Linked DNA regions of Oryctolagus cuniculus: region 1 is linked to region 2. The links are chromatin contacts, called in public Micro-C maps. All regions are on one chromosome and are shown on one strand. Each heading gives the region's core, a stretch centred on a gene start, on an enhancer-like site or on the middle of the called end of the contact. The rest is flanking DNA. Distances are from core to core; before and after follow the strand shown. Region 1 overlaps PITPNC1 (phosphatidylinositol transfer protein cytoplasmic 1). Region 2 holds the start of PITPNC1 (phosphatidylinositol transfer protein cytoplasmic 1).

Evidence for each region. Hi-C and Micro-C count contacts between places; a contact is called where the count stands out from the background.
Region 1: a Micro-C map of ear pinna shows a contact between it and region 2, with 2.3 times the contacts expected there. The contact joins the enhancer-like site here to the promoter of PITPNC1 in region 2. A contact is called at or near these places in 3 of 6 Hi-C or Micro-C datasets (ear pinna, skin fibroblasts and an unstated tissue).

Annotation. Positions count from the first base shown.
Region 1 is chr17:13,487,622-13,493,193 of mOryCun1.1, reverse strand. The region is part of intron 1 of PITPNC1 (phosphatidylinositol transfer protein cytoplasmic 1); the gene reads right to left. Among named protein-coding and RNA genes, the nearest start is that of PITPNC1, 39 kb to the right of the region's middle. Within about 2 kb of position 1,948, at least 3 of the 8 cell types and tissues checked have an H3K27ac peak or open chromatin away from gene starts, as enhancers often do. A contact at or near this core is called in ear pinna, where this site is marked.
Region 2 is chr17:13,446,151-13,452,407 of mOryCun1.1, reverse strand. It overlaps PITPNC1 (phosphatidylinositol transfer protein cytoplasmic 1), which reads right to left and starts at 1,319. Exons shown (of 10, transcript XM_070060432.1): 1 at 1,063-1,319. The coding sequence starts at 1,110.

The DNA of each region.
Region 1 (5,572 bases), core at 699-3,198, 40 kb before region 2:
GAGAAGAGGCATGGAAGGGGGGCAGGGGGCGGGGAGGGGGCAGGGTTGGTGTCATTTGGGACACCAGCATCCCCTATCAGAGTGTCTGGGTTACAGTCCCAGCTCTGCTTCTGATCCCAGCTTCCTGCTAATGCCCACCCTGAGAAGCAGCGGGCGATGACTTAAAGTCCTTGGGTCCCTGCCACCCACGTGGGAGACCCGGATGGAGTTCCTGGTTCCTGCCTTTGGCACAGCCCAGCCCTGGCTGTTGTAAGCATTTGGGGAGTGAACCAGGGATGGGAGATCTCCCGTTTCTCTCTCTCTCTCTCTCTCTCTCTCTCTCTCTCTGCCTCTGAAATAAATAAAACTGGCACGCTGATCACCCACTTTCCCCAAAAAGGTCATCAGAATTAGGCCCGAGTCCAGGACTCCAGGGCGCCCCCTAGTCCTCTGGGCTTTGACTCTGGCACAGCTCTCCACACAGCAGACATGGACCAGAGCCTGTGGACCAGAGCCCGTGGATCAGAGCCTGTCACTCCAGGGCTCGTGACCGCCTGCGGCTCCCACCACAGGAATGTTGGACGGCAGAGCCCTGCCGGGTGCTCCTCTTGCCCAGACTCCCGGCCTCGCCACTCTCCCCTTCCTCCAGGCTCGCTCAGCTTTTCCCTTGTTGACTCCTGGCTCAAGTCCACCAAGGTCACCCTCTGCCTGGACAGCCCCCAGACCAGCACCTGGATCCACTGCTCAGGTGTCAGAACCTATCAGCGCCTTCTCTGTTCATTCTGTTTAGAACTCCTGCTGCACCCTATTCCCCCACATACGGGCATCTCAGGCACTCCACTATCTCCCCACTGTGTATAGGGCTCTAGCAGCACTTTCACTGTCTGAAATTGCCCGGTTTCTGTTCATGTTCACCTGCTCACCGTCCATCAGCCCCGCAAGGGCCCGTGCCTGCACCCCTGAGCCGAGAGGTAGGCAAGCTAAGTACTTGCCAACTGAGTACAGGAACAACAGTGCCTGCTGCTGCACTAGACACCGGGATACAGAACACACAGGACACAGCCTGGCCCTGGGGGGATGGGGGAGGGGAGACACAGCTATCGTCCCATCCTCTCAACAATCCAACACGGTAGGTGCTGTTTTAGTTTCCATTTTACAGAGTAACTGAGGCTGGGTAACTTGCCTGAAGAGAGCCAGAGTTCAAACCAGGCTGTCTCTATCTAGAACCTGAGCTCAAGGCTTCTCCTGCTAACCAAGGTTATGTAACAGCCCCATGGGAGCTGGAAGAGGAACCTCTGCCTGCGGGGTAGGGCGGAGGGTGGGGGCGCCCAGGCAGAGGCGGCATCAACACATGCCAACAGGCTGGCTCCTGCAGGCAGAGAGGCAGAGGGCGCGCCACACGCAGAGGGGATGCAAAGTTGCTCCGGGTAGTGCCGTGTGCGCACGGGGAAAGTGGTCCAGGGCTCTGGCTTCATAGCAGAGGTGGCCACCATCGGTCCCGGTGCTGCTTCAGAGTCCTAGCCTGGCTCTCTGCCCCACCTCCCTAGAGAGCCAGCTCCTGATTTCAGCCCTGGAGTGGTGCCACCTGCTACCCACCTTCCCCTCAGTTGCTTTTTGCCCGGCCGCGGCTGTGGACTGCCCCGGCCCAGAGCTGGCTAGCCCTCAGGTGCAGCTGCTGTCCTGCAAGCAGAGCTGTGTTTGCACAAAGCCACCAGCCAGGGCAACGTGTGCCCCACCCACCTGCCCAGGCCTGCTCCAGCAGCCTGCAGCTGGGACCTTGCAATCTCAGGCTCTGTGCCTGGAGCTCCAGTTTCCCTTGGTCTGGCTCAGCTCAGCCCTTTGCGGGTGCTGACGGCAGGTAGGAGACAGGAAGACTACACACAGCAGGAGAGGGAGAGCCACGGAGCACACACCTGCAGCCTTGCTCCCGCATCCTCGAAGGCTTTTCCCATACCCGCTGCCCCTTTATCTGGCTTTGTCTTCTCCAGATGACATTACCTTGCTTTGCATGTTTATCCCAGTCGGTTAGTACAGGATCCACCTGCCCACCCCACCCCCCAGATATACGCAGCAGCAGGGCAGGGGGTTTGTGGCATCACTGCTCTGAAGCTCACTGTCCACTCCAGTGTTCAGCACGTAAGACTCACTCAGTAAACAGTGGAGAACTGATGAGCACAAAAGTCCATGTGGGCATGGAGCCTGAAGCCCACACCACAGAGGCCCTGTAACTGCAGTCAGTTTGTTTTGTTTGTTTGGATTCAATGAAGTAAACAGTTCATAAAATTCATACGGAAGTTTCTAGAACATAGCAAGCCCACAAAAATGTTGACTATTATTACAGAAAACATCTTAGACAGATGAACTTGATTCTGGCGAGCCACTCTTATCAGGAACACCCAGCTCCTTTCCTGAGAGCTAAAGATTTCCTGGCGGAGTGGCCCATTTGGGAAACAGGAGGCGGTGTGGGGTGTGGCAGCTGCTGAGGTTGACAACAAGATGGGACTGAACCCAACTGTCTTTGAGAGAAAGGAGTCGCTGGGCGGGCACTTGGTGCAGCAGTTTGGTCACCACGTGGGATGCGCAGGTGCCACACAGAGTCCCAGCTCCACTGCTGATCCCAGCTTCCTGCTAATGCGCACCTTGGGGAGGGCGCAGGCCATGGACGGGCTCAAGTCCCTGGGTCCCTGCCACCCATGTGGGAGACGCAGGTGGGGTTCTGGGCTGCTGGCTTTGGCCTGGCCCAGCCTAGCCCCAGCTGTTGCAGCACCTGTAGAGTGAACTAGTGGATGGAAAACCCCTGCCTCCCTTCTCTCTCTCTCTTTCAAATACAATGAAAATAAATAAGTAAAAATTTGAAAAGAAAGACGGTGCTGAAGCAAACAACAAAGAACAGGTGGCAAGAAAAAGTCAGCACGTTAAGACAAAGGGAGAGAAGTTTCTGAGTTTCCTTGGAGACACAGGACGCGAGAGAAGCACATTCTCGCGTGGCTGTGATCCTAAGGTGAGCTGTGGAAGACACATCTGTCTTAGCATTCCCGGCCACGGACACCTTGTCTGTTTTACAGACTGCTGTGTAATTGCACAGGGGGCGTGAGAGCTATTTTAAGCACATCCTCTTCTTATTCTTAGTTTTCCACTCAAGGTCCATGGCTTTATTTATTAATATCTCGGGCCCAAACCACAAGTTGAAAAGTGCCGACTCACTGCACTATCAAGGAATATTTTTGCACTGTCCCCTAAAACCAAACCGCCCGATGGGCTGTGTTCCTGCTGGGGATCCTGGTTGCCAGAGGCAGACAGGACAAGATGCAGCATGTGGGGTAAAGCTTAAGGTAAGCCAAGACAGGAAACACAAGCGAAAAAGACGCTACCGGATGTCTCATCACAAAGCAGAAACTACAATAAACTTTCAACATTCCAAGTTTTTTTTTTTTTTTTTTTTTTCAAATCGCAAAGCAGCAGAGCGAGTTAAAGGTCCAGAGAAAAGGCATTAGACACCCAGTGCCCCAAACTGTCTCACATCCTTTCTAAGCCTCATCTCTGCACCTCTGAAAGGGACCCCTTTTGCAGATGGGCAAAACGAGGTCCACAGAAGCTCAGTGGTTTGCCCCAGGCAGCTCGGATTCAGAACTGAACATGAAACTGTGTTCTTCGAAGCCAGGCTCCTCTGATGATTCCTGAATGCTAGTGCCCAGGTTCACCGCCCAGTGGGAAAAACAAAGCTCCCGAGACCGTTTTCCAAAAGCTAAATTTGGAGATAGGCAGTTGAGGCAGTGGGTAAGACACTGCCTAGGACCAGCCCATATCAGCATCTGCCTGGAGTCCTGGCTTCTCTGTCTCAGATCCAGCTTCCTGCTAATGGGCACCCTTGGGAGGCAGCAGATGATGGCTCTAGTGCCCGATCCTTGCCAAACACATAGGAGACCCAGACTGAGTTCTGGGCTCTTGGCTTCCACAAAGCCCAACCCCTGGTTATTGCGGGGACTTTGAGGAGTAAACCAATGGATGGAAGCTCACTTGCTCTTACACACACACACACACACACACACACACGCATACCCTCTCTCCCTTTCAAATAAAGTAAAAGGAAAGTTTGTATTCAAAAAAAAGTTAAATGCACACTATTTAATTCCTAAATTATATCCTTGCTAATGCCTCATACTAAAATACTCTTTCTTAAAAGAAAGAATATTTTGACAAGAAAATCCCCCAAATCATAAAACTCATAAAAATATAATTTTTAACATGGCAAACACTAATGGCAGAAATTATTACTTTGGAAGTTTTAAAATATCCTTACTTGTAGCATAAAAAGCGGGTGATCCTAGGTCAATCTCAACAATTTCTTTTGAAATTTCACTGACCCATGAAATTCAAGACTGGCTACCACTACACCATAATCAGTGTTTTCCAATTTGTCCATCAGTAGTTTATGAAACCGTTTTACTTGCTCAATACCGGAATTCTCTTTCTTTAATAAAATGGAAAACAGGAGAAGGTAACGACAGGTAGCAAAAGGTTGACTCATGTTTCATGAAACTCTTGTTGAAATTTTACACATGCATAAATGCACATTTGCACCAAATCAGGATACACAATTATTTACTGTGAGTCAAAAAACTTGGAAAGTTTTTGCAATGCGTGTGTTGCTTGGAGTAACATTTTCATTAATTATTGAACATTTGTAACACACAGAAAAACTATACAAAGTAAAAAATCATCTATAATCCCATCTCTTTCAAGTACCTCCTAGGATGCAGGTGATTTCCATTTATGGAGGCACGAGCTATAAGCAGCACTAAATATTCCTAAAGCCTTTAACATAGCAGCATGATTGAAGATGATGAATAATTATTGACAGCGTGCCACAAATGGAGGGCAGGAGACCCTAAAACAAGATGGACTACTATCATTTCGGACAGTGAGGCACCCAGCATCAATCTCTGATGACATCTATTGATTGGTGGAATTCATTTCTATCCACCTTGCTCAGACAAAGGAATGTAACCTTCCATCCTACAGGTAAGCATTGGATTCCACCGTTACCATTTTCAACAAAGATTCCACCAAAGCAGAGTACATATTTGCCTGAAATTTTGCTTTCAAGTGTTAAATATGGTTTATTTTTAGCTGTGGGAGTGATGGAATGTGTGTTAACGGGCCCTGGTGAGAATAATCAGTTCACAGCCAAACTCGAGGTGCAGCCCATGTGCACGTGTAACGAAGGGTGACTTTGAAAATGCAGCAGACCCAGCTCGCACACTCTTGTGGGGATTTGGAGGAGATGTAACACCAGGAATGGAGTAAGCACCCAGGGTCCCCCAGTGCTAGGAGACCAGAGCATTAGCATTAGTATGAGCTCATCCCACACAGCTCCTCCAAGGTGAAATCATGGAGACACACTCAGGGTAACTCAGGATGAGAGGAAGGTTGCTTGGGATGGCACCCAAGCCATTAAGGACTCCAAGGGAACCTCATAACCAGGAATTGAGAGATGCACATCAACATGGTGCTTGGACCTCAATGGCATGTCCAAAAGAACTGCAATGTGAAGAGGAATTCACACACCATCAATTAATTGTTTCATATCAAA
Region 2 (6,257 bases), core at 70-2,569:
CGGCAGCCAGACACGCACGTTCTGTACCTCGGAGCTCCCGGGGTCTTGCCTCAACCCTCGTTCAGGTACGAGAGAGGGCAGGCCCTGGTGCGCACCGCCAGGCTCGCGCGTGGCCTCTGTCGGCGGGCGGCTCGGGCACTCCTCGCGTGGACTCCACGCCCCTCGCTGGAGGAGGCCAGGGCCTGGGCGGCTGCTGTCCCGGTGCTGCCCCCACCCCCCTAAACCGCGTCGCCTCGCTTTGGCTGTCCCAGCGCCGACACTAAGCGGTTGTGAAATCATCAAAAAGGTGGGGAGGAAGGGGCGCGAGAAAGGGACGGCCAGGCGGGAGTAGTCTCCACGGAGTCTCCATTTCCTGGATGCTGGAGCTCCCGGCTGGCGGGGGCCGAGCCCCCCGCGCCCGGCCGCGGCGGGGCCCGGGGGGGCGGGGACCCGGGCCCGGCACCCGCGTGCTGGGGCGCCCTCCCGTGGCCGCGCCGCGGCCCCCGCGCTCCGGGCTGGCCCGCAGACCGCGCTCCCCGCGGCGGAACAAACAAGGGACGCAGAAAGTTTCCGAGCCAGGCGGTTTGCGAAAGGACGGAGCCGGGTCCCGGAGCCGCGCGGCGCAGGCTTGGCGGGAGCGGGGCCCCAGCCCGAGGCGACCTCGAGAAGTGAGGGCCCAGACTGAACCCACCCCCCGCCCCCGGCAAGGGCTCCGAGGTGTCCTCGCCAGGGGCCTCCAGGACCCCAAGGGCGCAGGGCTTCTCCCCGCACCGCGTCCTCACAGCGGAGAGGAGGCAGGGCCCAGGCCCGGACCCGGCGCCCCGCGCACTCGGGCCACCGGGGCTCTAGGGTTTGCTTAATGGAAGGGAAGTGGCGCGCCAACTCCCGGGGCGCCTCGGGAGCCCCAGCGGTCTGCATTCTGCTCGCCAAGAGCCCACCTGGGCGTCCCCCGCCCCACCCAGCGCCGGGCTGACCAGCGGGACCCGCAGGCGCCCGGCCGCCCCCAGAGCTGGCCTGTGCGTTCGGGAGCGGATGCTGCGGCGGGGCCCCCCGCGCCCTCAGGGGTCCCGGCGCGGCGCCTACCTCGTCCACGGTGAGCGGCATGCAGATCCGGTACTCCTTAAGCAGCATGGTCCTGCTGGCCGCGGACCCCGGGGCGCGAACTGGGGGCTGGGGGGCGCCCGGCACAGGCGGGCGAGGCGGCGGCGGCGGCGAGCGCTCAGCTCCGGGCTTCCTCCTCCGCGCCCCGGAGCATGTCAGGGTCTGGGTCCCGGCGCTCACGGCTCCCCGCCTCCTTCCTCGGCGACGTGGGTCCTCTCAGAACGCGGCGCTGCCAAGTCGGGGCGCGAGGAGACGGCTCGGCTGGGCAGGAGCGGCCGCCCGATCAGGACATGCCCGGTAGCGGGCGAGCGAGGAGGGCGGAGGTTTCCAAAAAATTGGAAGGAAATGCACAGAAGTCACCCGCTCGAGCCGCCCGGGGAGGCAGAGCCGAGCCCGGCCGGCGCGCCCCACGCTAGTGTCACCACGAGCCGAGATGCTGCTCCCCAGCCAGACAAAGGCTCGGCCGGCGCCGCTCCCGGGCGGTAAACAAGGTTTCCCGAGCTTTGGGGGGCAGGTCCCCGAGCTGCTCCCGGGCTCGGCTGCGAGAGGAAGGGGAAGCCGCCGCCGCCGCTCGGCTCTGCCCGGCCGGGGCCCCGGCGCCTCCACCCTCGGCTCGCGGCTGCCAGGGGCGGCGAGAGGAAGCTGGCGCCTTCCGCGCGCGTCCCCTCCCCCGAGCCCCTGGGCTCCCCGAGCGCCGTGCGCGCCCGCGAGTTTGCAGCCGGCGCGCCGGGGCCGAGAGTCCGCGCCGAGCCGCAGGGAGCCCGGGGCCGGGAGGAGCGAGCGCGCCGGGGCTGACATCAGCAGCGGCCGCGGTGGGGAGGGTAGCCCCATCCGGCCAATGGGGAGACGGCAGGCAATGTGGAGGATTTAAACAAAACAGCTCGGGGCGCCGGGCAGGGGGCGGCTCCGGGGGCTTCTCTCGGCTCTTCTGCCCTCAGGGTCTGCTCCCCGGGAGCCCCCTCGCCCCGTGCAGCCAGTCCGCGTCCGAAGCTCACCAGGGTTGCTTGACCTTTTGGGGAGGAGGGGTAGGGAGCGTTTTCACTTCGGTCCAGTATGCAAGGCCGGTGCTGGGGAGGCCAGGGGGCTGCAGAGCAGGAGGAGGGGGAGAACAAACAAAACTAACCCCGGAGCTGGGCTCAGAAGGGGGCCTGGGGAGTGCAGCCGTGCGGAGGACAAGGAGGTCCAGACGAGAGGGGGTGGCAGGGGCACGCGGAGCCGCCGCAGCTTTGCCCCCTGCGCGCCCTGGATCCCCAGGTCGCAGCGGAGCACCACTGGGGATGCCGGCTGCGCTGGTATTTGGTCGGTGTGAAATGCAGCCCTCGCATTCCTAAGCGCCCCGGGAAGAGTCTGGTTCATTTGTCTGGTATTTTTGAGCTTGTTTTTCTGAAAAGTTGCTGGGTGGAAAAAAAAAAAAAGTGCATCCATTGCCTACTATAACCTGGAAGGCACCACCTTCTCTCCGGAAAAATATCCATGCTCTGAAGTCCAGCCGCTGGGACGGAGATGCAGAGGGCCCCTTGGTGTCACAGCAATCATTTCAAATGATGATGAATAAGCAGTTACCCAATGGAACAAGAGGAGCTGGTGGCAAGTCACCCAACTTCAAAACCCCGTGGCACGCCTGCTCAGGAAACGACACCCTACAGCCGGCTTGCATTTCAGTGCAAACTCTTTTCTAGATACTCCCCGAGTTGCCTCCCCAGTATGCAGAGCGGCTCATTAAAGTGAAACCGAATTCCTCGAGGTGGAAAGTCTAAATCTGACACTGGCTGTTGAATAATAACACATTGAAAGTCTGTGATAGCAGGACACGCTCAAGCTGTTCTTTTCTCTCCTTACTTGAAAACAAGAGCGGTGGTTTCGCTGGGGGCAGCCCGCTGTCTTCCCAGAGGCAGCCAGGACACCGGGTGGGACCTGTGGGTGCCAATTTTGGCTTCCTGGACAGTTCCTGACCTTGATTCTGGAACTAAATATCCTACTGAAAGGTGTTACCTGTGAGCACCTGCTCTCAGTTTCCCAAATTGCAATTTGGCACCAACAGCATCCCTGGAGGATGGGACCCCTGTGGGTACCAAAGTCCCCAGATGCTCAGGTCTCTGAAGTAAAATGACATAGTATTTGCATATGACCTGCACTTTATTATTTTTTAAAGATTTATTGATTTGAAAGGCAGAGTTGCAGAGAGAGAAGTCTTCCATCTGCTGGCTCACTCCCCAAGTGATTGCAACAGCTGGAGCTGGGCCAATCTGAAGCCAGAAGCTAGGAGCTTCCTCCAGGTCTCCCACATAGGTGCAGGGGCCCAAGGACTTGGGCCATCTTCTACTGCTTTCCCAGGCCATAACAGAGAGCTGGATCGGAAGTGGAGCAGCCAGGGATCGAACCAACGCCCATGTGGGATGCCAGCACTGCAGGCAGCAGCTTTACCCGCTGCGCCACAGCACCAGCCCCGTATGACCTGCACTTTAAATCACCTCTTGGTTACTTACAATACCTAATACAATGTAAATGCTGTGTAAGTAGCTGTTGTACTTTATTGTTTAGGGAATAACAAGGAAAAAAATGTACATATTCAGTGTGGATGCAATTTTTAAAAAATATTTTCATTTTTTAAAAATGTTCTTATGTGTACAACCCTGTTATTTTTAAATCTTTTGTTATTTATTTGAAAGGCAGAATGACAGGTAGGGGTTTTTTAGGATTTATTTATTTATTTATTTATTTGAGTTAGAGAGAGATAGAGACACAGAGAGAGATCTTCCATCTTCTGGTTCACATCCGCTCTTCTCCCACTAACCTGTGACCCTGCCCCAATGAACCCAATGGCTGCAGTGGGTGAAGCTAGGCCAGGCAGAAGCCAGACACCAGGAGCTTCATCTGGGGCTCCCACGTGGGTGCAGGGGCCAAGCACTTGGGCATCTTCCTTCCCAGGTGCATTAGCAGGGAGCTGGGTGGAAAGTGGAGACAGGACCTCAGCCCAGATGCTCTGATATGATGAGCGTCCCGAGCTGGGGTTTAACTGCTGGACAACAACACCTGCCCCTAAAAATATATTTCCTAGGGGTGGTCTTGGTGTACAGTAGGTTAAGCCTCCACTTGGCAGGTCTGTATCCTATATCAGCATCTGATCCAAGTCCCAGCTATTCTGCACTTTCAACCCAACTTTCTGCTACTGCCCTGGGAGGCAGCAGATGATGGACCAAGTACTTGGGTCCCTGCCACCCACGTGGGAGACGAGGATGGAGTTTCTGGCTCCTGGCTGGGGCCTAACAGGCATTTGAGGCGTGAACCAGCAGATGGAAGGTGGCTCTCCGTCTGTCACTCTGCTTTTCGGATAAATAAATCTCTCTTTTACATACGTGTTCTATCGCAGTTTGTTGAATCCCTGCAGCGGAAGCCCTGGCTGTATGACAGTGTGTGTCCTGCCCTCCTCCTCATGTGTGAACGTGCATCCCCATGCCTGACCACACTGATCTTGTATAAGCACCTTCAAAACCTCCCAGCGATTGGCCGGTGCCGCGGCTCACTAGGCTAATCCTCCGCCTTGCGGCGCCGGCACACCAGGTTCTAGTCCCGGTCGGGGTGCCAGATTCTGTCCCGGTTGCCCTTCTTCCAGGCCAGCTCTCTGCTGTGGCCAGGGAGTGCAGTGGAGGATGGCCCAAGTGCTTGGGCCCTGCACCCCATGGGAGACCAGGAGAAGCACCTGGCTCCTGCCATCGGATCAATGTGGTGCGCTGGCCGCAGCGGCCATTGGAGTGTGAACCAACGGCAAAGGAAGACCTTTCTCTCTGTCTCTCTCTCTATCCACTCTGCCTGTCAAAAAAAAAAAAAAAAACCTCCCAGCGACGCTCTGTGGCCTGCCTGGCAGGAGGTTCAAGGCCCTGCATCTGCTCTTCTCCCACTAACCTGTGACCCTGCCCCAAGCCTGCTCCAGTGAGATCATCTGTGGGGGGTGGGGAGAACTTCACTTGCACCTCAGCCCTTGTGCACTCCCACTGCCTTCACAGAGAATCCCTGCCCCCAGCCCATCCCCAAAGCCAGGTCTTTGTCGATCTGTGGTTTTGGAAAGTGACACACTGTGGTCATGACTGTGTGTTGCATGGGTTAGGACACAAAAGTGGGAGGTTATTCTATTATGGCAACGCAGCAGGAGACATATGGGAAGGATCTGAAACAGGAAAGGAAGCAGGGGGATGCATTCAAAAGATTGGGACAGGGCTTGGGAATTCAATTCCGCACAGCCAGGCCTACGGGGAGTGGGGCGCAGGGACAGTTCATTCAGGCACAGCCCGCTCGCTCACTCCCAGGGAGGAGAGCGCCATCTACTGGTCGAGCGCGGCTGTTCATTTGGAGATGTTTCAGCCACTGAGCGCCAGTCCTGCGGAAACTTTTTTTTTTCCCCCCAATCAGTGAAGTCGCAATATCCACTTCCAGCGGAGGTGTTGCCGTCATCGTTACGGAGCGTGGTGATGTTCCCTTAGGGCCAGTCCTGGTCAGCACCAAACACGGGCTGGGACACGAAGGACAACAGGAGACCAGAGTGGAGGGCCCTGTGTGGCACCGCAGGGCCTCGGGGGTTCTTGGGCGCCACGGCTCTGGGTTCTGCTGAAGTTTTGTCTCAGTGTGGTCTTGACCGACCGCCTCTGTAAACAGCCTGTGGGATCCTGGACACCTGTTTCTAGACTATACCCGGTGTGGCAGAAGTGCAGTTCTGTGATCCTCCCATCTTCCTTTCTCCTTTCCCCGGTAGCCATGGTCTTTGGGTTCCTCAAGGCCCTTTGCAAGTCCTACCTCCTAGACAGCATCATTCTGGAAAACTCTGCCCTCCTAGACAGCTCGGACACGTGTCTGGCTTGTTGGTCTGGCTCTTGTTCGTTTGCCAGTGCTGCCTTGATCAATGATGTCGAACGTAGTCTTTATGCACCTGTTCAACAGGTAAGCCTCTTGCTGTGTCATCTGCACAGGGACCCTAACCAGCGTCTGTTGGCTGCACAGATGTGTTCACGCAGGTGTGTTCATCTCGCACTACTGAAATGTTGTCGGGCCACATAATTCCTCCTTGGGAGGGTCACAGTCGGATGTCCGGCAGCATCCCTGGCCTTACCCACTGGCTGTCAGCAGTAGTCTCCCTCTCCAGGCTACACTGCCAAATGTTGGGGGGAGGGAGTGATATAAACATA